2 separate regions of the Mus musculus genome follow, and region 2 is linked to region 1. The links are chromatin contacts, called in public Hi-C maps. All regions are on one chromosome and are shown on one strand. The core of a region is the stretch at or near the end of the contact, and the rest is flanking DNA. Distances in the headings are between cores, read along the strand shown. Region 1 overlaps Pvt1 (Pvt1 oncogene). Region 2 has its middle 26 kb from the start of Pvt1.

Evidence for each region. A called contact is a pair of places that touch in the nucleus more often than the background predicts.
Region 2: a Hi-C map of the N1E-115 cell line shows a contact between it and region 1, with 1.7 times the contacts expected there. A contact is called at or near these places in 2 of 484 Hi-C or Micro-C datasets (the N1E-115 cell line and stem cell-derived neural stem cells), 3 of 130 datasets of targeted methods (the NIH/3T3 cell line, embryonic stem cells and fetal liver) and 1 of 9 other capture datasets (embryonic stem cells).

What each region holds. Positions count from the first base shown.
Region 1 is chr15:62,221,231-62,224,364 of GRCm38.p6, reverse strand. All of the region lies in intron 2 of Pvt1 (Pvt1 oncogene), which reads right to left. Among named protein-coding and RNA genes, the nearest start is that of Pvt1, 180 kb to the right of the region's middle.
Region 2 is chr15:62,010,657-62,014,157 of GRCm38.p6, reverse strand. No RefSeq gene overlaps it. Among named protein-coding and RNA genes, the nearest start is that of Pvt1, 26 kb to the left of the region's middle.

The DNA.
Region 1 (3,134 bases), core at 250-2,749:
TTTCCTTTTGATGAAGCAAGATTATTACTTGAGAGCAGAGCTGGACAGGACAGGACAAGACTTCCCAAAAATCAGGAAGGAAAGAAGCCTGATCGTGGGCCTTTTATACAAGTCACATTCCCAAAGCATGGAGTCAACCAGGTCCATGATGGTACCCCATCTGCAGTGAGCTTTTCCTCAGAACAGGTCTCGGGGTCTGCATAAACTCTTTTCCTTCAGAAAGCCATGGCCTTGAAATTGAGACCCTCAAAACTAGTCATGGGAGAGATAGAAAGATCTGACATCACTTCATCCTGCTATAGACAAAGAAACTGAGGCTTTAAGGGGACCACTTGGCAAGTAACACAGGGATGGCACGTTCTGTGTAGACCTTCTGTGTAGATACTGTCTGAATTAGGAAAGTACCAGCAGTGTGTCAGAGGGAGAACAAACTCCAGGTCTGTCCTCCCGATAGAAGCTGAGCATTTCACAGTTCAGTCACCCTGTGGATGCATCCATACAACTCAACTTCCAGGACAGAGCACAAGGCACAGAGCCTCTAGGAAGCTGACTTGGGAGGAGCATAGAAGCGTTCCAACAGCTTGGTTTTAGTAGGAACAGAGATACCCTACCCTACAGAGCCATTGCATAGAAAGCCAGGCTTTGTCCATGCAGCAGGGGATTGCCTGTGCTCCTAGAAAGGGGAGCCTGACACAGGCTGGGGCTCCGCCTCCACCCAATGTTGGCCTGCACCATTATGAGGTTCCCCTCTTCCTTTCTCACTCCCCTCTGCCTAGTCGCTATCAGAGCATCCACATGCAAAAATCTCTAAAGGACCCACTTCTGACAAGGCAAGCCTAGCAGGCCTGGTTGTCATAAGAGATGAAGGCCAGCTGATGCCTGCAACAGCATCAGCTGTCCACTCCTAGGCATCAAGCCCTTCCCACCACCCACCGTGCCAGCCCAGGACATAGAGGTCTGGCAGCCATTGAAAAGAAAAGCTCCTATCTCTGACTCCTCAGCCTCTGATAAGAAATGTCATCCCTTGCTGGGTAATATTACTCTGCTAGATAAGGATCTCTATCTCCTCCAACATATGGCTCACTACAGAACACAGGGTCTGCTGGAGCAGGATAATTTATGCGCTTAAGCTGCAAACCCTGGGCAGTTTGAGAAGTGCATCGAACAGAACAAGAGTCAAATTATAACCTCTTCTGACCTGGCCTTGGGATTCCTCCCTGAGAAATGACAGCAACCTCCTCTACTCTACACACAATAAGCACTTTCACCCTCCTGCTGTCTCTAAAGGGCATTTGCACCAGCGTTATCAAGGCTCATCCTCACCAGGACCTCCAAAGCCGCACTTAAGTCTTCTTTTGCAGATCAGGAAATTGAGATTCAACAAGGGTGAGTAACACAGCCAAGGTCACCCAGGCAGCCGTACCCAGAGCACAGACTCAAACCCCAACAGATCTGACTCACCAGCACACTGTCAGATGGGGAGGCTGATCCAAGCCTCTGGGTTGTCTCTGCTCCAACAACTAAATCAATTAAGTCAGATCTGCCCAGGCTTAACTGGCAATGTCAGCTCCACACTGTAATCTCAAAGGTCCATTTCGATCATTCACCGCTCCTGATTTCTCTGAAGCCTGGGAAGGATGAGGAAGCCTTGTTGAGTCAAGATACTCAAGGAGAGGAAGGGGGCAGGGATGGGACCAGAAGAGGGAGAGAGGAGAGTGGGACTTAGATACTGGCTTCATGCACTCAAGGAGTAGAAGGTAGAAAGAAATTGCGGGAAAATTCTCTCTTCTCTATTGATTCATTCATTCGTTCATTCATTTGTTCATTCATTCGTATCCCTGGACAATCCATTACATGTCCATTCTGGCTTGGCCCTGGTAATCTCACTGTATCTGTAAGCAGTGCTAGACTAGACTTCATGAAAGACTGACAGGTCAGCGAAGAGACAGAGATAACAGAACATGACAGGGGTACCGTGTCTGCAGTAGATTGAATGGCTGATGTGGGGGACCGTGGCTGTGTGTTAAGGAGGAGATGGAAGTGAACCTCACACTCTGCTATTTTATACCCTCCTTTAAAAAAGCCAAGTCATCATGGCTAAGATTGGTGCTATTCTTTAGAGTGATTATTTCAACCATGTTCTGCATTGCCTCCAAGATCCATTAGTAACTACAATTGAACAATTTTAATTGACAAATAAAAATTACACATATTTATGGTATATATAATTGGTATATGGTATATATAATATGGCATATTTTATATATATATGCACATTGTAGAAGTCTAAATTCAACTAATTAATATGTGCATAAGTCATATACTTTTCTTTCCAGCTGACTCTTTTAAATAGCTATATAGCATTTCATTTTATAAAGATGTCCCAATTCAATAACCACAGCTAATAAAACTGAAGAGAGAAGTTACCCAGCCCTTCGCTAGGCAATCTCTAGGAGCTACTTCAGCTCCTTAGGGTGGCCGTACCTAAGACATCTTTCAGATATCCTTCAGATACATGAAGGATACAAGATGCGGTTAATTAATAACAGACTCAAAACCATCCTGAGTTATCACATTTGTAGAATCTCTCTTTGGTCCACTTGAAAGTGAGGAAAGTAAGAAAGGAGAAATAAATTTAGTGTTGTGGGTGGGCCACTTATGGAAAAAAGGACTAAGATGGGTCAGGGTGGATGGCTGGTTCTAATTTCAGTCTCTTTTACTACTGTCATGTGACCTTGATGTCATTGGGGACCTCAGCTTATCCCACGGCAGAGTGGAATAGGAATGGACCTGTCAGACAACGTCCATATTTGAGATTAAGCTGTATGTTTGATAGTCACACTGAGGAGTTATGGAAGCTATTATCTAGGCCTCCTGCAACTGCAGAGAGTGAAGGAGACTCAGGTGCACTCTTCCATGAATTTTTACACAGGGGAAAAGAGATCAAGGAGCAGTCATGCCGGCTACATGAAAGTTTTCCTCAGGCCCACCGCACGGGTGTCAGCAAGGGGACCAGGTGGGGCCAGAGATAGGGCAGGAGCTCAGGGTGTGACAGAGGGCTGCCCAGAGAGGCATTCAGATAGGCTATGCTATCTGTGAACAATAGAACCGTTGTCCTGGACCCGAATCTGACA
Region 2 (3,501 bases), core at 973-3,472, 210 kb after region 1:
ATTTATTTATTTTACTATTTTGAGTTTATGAGTGTTTTGCCTGAATGCTTGTATGTGCACTATATGTGTGTCTGGTACTCACAAAGTTTAGAAGAAGATCCTAGATCCCTAAAATTGGAGCTACACATAGTTGTATCTGTTAGATGAATGCTGAGAATCCAATTGGGTCCTTTCGAAGAGCAACAATTGCTTCAAATCCCTGAGACCATGCTCCAGCCATTGTTATTAAGTTTTTGAAACACAATCTCATTGTATTTCCAGTGCTGGCTTAGAACTCACAGGCCTCTTTCAGTCTTTCTTTCTTTTTTTTTTTTTTTTCTCCCTGAGAAAGGGTTTCTCTGCGTAGCCCTGGCTGTCCTGGAACTCACTCTATAGACCAGGCTGGCCTCAGAAATCTGCCTGCCTCTGCCTCCTAAGTGCTAGGATTAAAGGCGTGCGTCACCACGCCCGGTGACACAAATTTTAATATTTCTAGTTATGTGCTTATTGTGTGCATGTTGAGAGGAACCTTCATGGGAAATTTCTTACCTCCCACACTGTGGGTCCTGGGGATTGAATTCTGGTTGTCATCAGCCTTGGTGGAGGGATTGGCTGAGTCCATTGGTCGCTTTCAGTTCAACCCAAAGCAAAAGCAGGCTTACCTTTTTTTTGATTTTTTTTTTTTTAACTTAAAAATCCTTTCACAAGTCAGTGGTGGGACACAACTTTAATGCCAGCACTCGATGCAGGCACATCTCTGAGCTCCAGGCCAGCCTGGTCTATATAGCTAATTCCAGGAGAGCCAGGGCTACACAGAGAAACCCTGTCTCAGAAAACAACAAACAAAAGATAAAAAAGGAAAACAAAAAGTATTTGTATGTATTTTAATCATATTTGCCCCTCCTGCAAATGCCCCCAGCACCTCCCCATCTCCCTATTCACCCAACTTCATGTTCTCTTTCTCTCTCAAAACAAGCAAACAAAAAATCAAAACAACAAACCAGTAAGACAGAAAATACTAAAATAAAACAAAGTGAAACAAAAACCCATGGAGTTCATTTTGTGTTGGCCAACAACTCCTGGGCTTGGGGCCTATCCTAGAGCGTGGTTGATAGATCCAGTGACACTCTAGTGGAGAAAACTACATTCCTTTCTCGGTGGGCATCAACTGCAAATAGCTTCTCAGGTAAGGCATGGGACTTAGTGTCTCCTTTTCCTTCAAAGTGGTGCGATCCTGTCTGGTTTACATATGTGAAGGTCCTGGGTGTGCCGTCACAGTCTCGTTCTCAGTTCTGTTGTGTCTGAAAGGCAACCATCAACTACTTCTGGCTCTTATAATCTCTCCACTTCCTTTCCTGATGATCTCTGATCCTAGAGAGGATGGGCTTGAGAAAGACAGCCCATTTAGAAGTGATTGCTTCAAAATCCCTTACTCTCAGTGGATTGCCCAGTTGTGGATCCCTATGCTAATGTCCATCCATTGAAACCATCCTATGGTGAGGATTGTGCAATGCACCCATCCAATGGGTGTAACTAAAGTCATTAGGAGTCATTTTATTGCCTGTTCCTGTAGCCGAATAATAGTAGTAGCTTTCCCTCTCAGACTTCCCTCACCCTACCCAAGACACTTCCCAAGACAAGGTTTTTTCCCCTTGGCTATCCTGGAGCTCATTTTGTATATCAGGCTGTCCTTGAACTCACAGAGGTCCATCCTGTTTCTGTCTCCCAATTGCTGGGTTTAAAGGCATAGGCCACCACACTTGGCTGGACCTTTCTAATTTCATGTTCTTCCCATCTCATGGAGTGGTCCCTAAATCCAATTCCATGTCCTGGTTTCCCTGGGTTCAGTGAAAATGGCAAGAAAGTATTTAGCAACTGCTAAGCAGACAAGTGCTACGTAAGCCCTTGGGTCACAAAGAAGCCATGGTGGTTCTAGCCTGAAGGACTTCCTGGGTAGGTGAGTTTGGTATTCCCTCTGTACTTTTTCCTGGTGACTCTCCAGGAACAGGTGCAAGAGAAGTAAAGTGTGGCAATAATTAAGGTCTGCGATTATTTCCTTTTGTTATGATAAAGTACTGTGACAGAAGCAACTCTTGGAGGAGCAAATATTTATTTTAAGTCACAGTTTCTTGTGGAGGAATGTCAACAACAGGGAACTTGAAGCAGCCTGTTACATACCATATCCACATTTGAGGAGCAGAGAAAAACCAATGCTTGCTGATGTTAGGTTCTGCTTCTCCATTCACACAGCCCAGGAACCAATGAGGAAATGATGTCACCTTAGTGGTTGGGTCTTCCCACCTCTATTAATGTAATCAAGCTGATTCTTCACAGGCCTGCCCAGCGGCCCAGCTCCTGGGTGATCTAGATCTTGGCAAGCTGACAACATTAACTATCCCAGTAAGTGATGCTCTGACATTAGATGCAGCACAAGGAGTTCAAGAAGCAAGAGCCAGACATGGAGTTTTTGAAGTCACAACAACGCTGAAAGCTATGAGTGGCCGAGTCATCAAAGACATTGTTCTCTCCTCTCCTCTGGACAGCATTCAGTGGTAGTCAAAAGACTTTCAATGTATATAGTTATGGCATCCAGAACTGCCTAGAGGTGGTGGCTTTCATGTATCCATTCATTTCTGTATTCGTTCCCATGCAAGATGAGAAAGGCACAGGTATCAACATTTCTCTCTATGGGAGAAATGGTATTGTGGTTTTCTGCCGTGCTGTCTCCTGTATTACTTGCTGTGGTAGACTTCAGGTGTCATTTTGGGAAGATGTTCATGTGCTATGTCCTCAGCCATATAGTAATGTATCTTTTGCACAATTGTGTATTTTAAGTAACCAAGCAATTATTTTTTATGCTTTAGTTTAAGAAAAAAAAAGAATTGAAATATTATTGAATCATTTCCTCCACCTTCCCCTTCTTCCCTCCAACCCTTCCCATGTCCAGTTTCTCTAACTCCTCCCACATTCTGCCCTTGACTTCTTCTGGAATTCATACTGTTTTCCTTTTAAAAAAATGCATGCATATATAGACACAACCTGCTGAGTTCACTGAGTGTTACTTCTGTGTGTGATTTCAGCACTGGTCAGTCTGTAGTAGAGCCTCATTTCTGTGGAAGACTAATTCTCCCTTCTCAGTAGGCATTAGTTTCCTGTAGGTAACCATTTCAGGGTGGGACTCATTGAGATTTCCTCCTTCCACATTAGCATGTCTATTGGTGTTGTCCAGGTTCAGGTAGCAAGGTTGTTGTTGTAGGGTGTAGCTTTCCTGTTATTTCTAAGAGATCCAATCTCAGGAATCTTCCTGGGCTTCCGGCTGTTAGAATCTATTTGTTCTCCCTTCTGTACTGTTCCCTGAGCTGTATACACAGGAATTGCCTTGTAGATGTTTTCAATGGGGCAGTAGAGTCTCTGATCAGTTGCTATCTGATTTTACTAGTTGTAGTTTTCTGTAGTGGTCTCCATGTGCTACAGAGCCTCTTTGCCTCTTTGGCGAGGGATGAGAACTTCATGTGTCTGTGG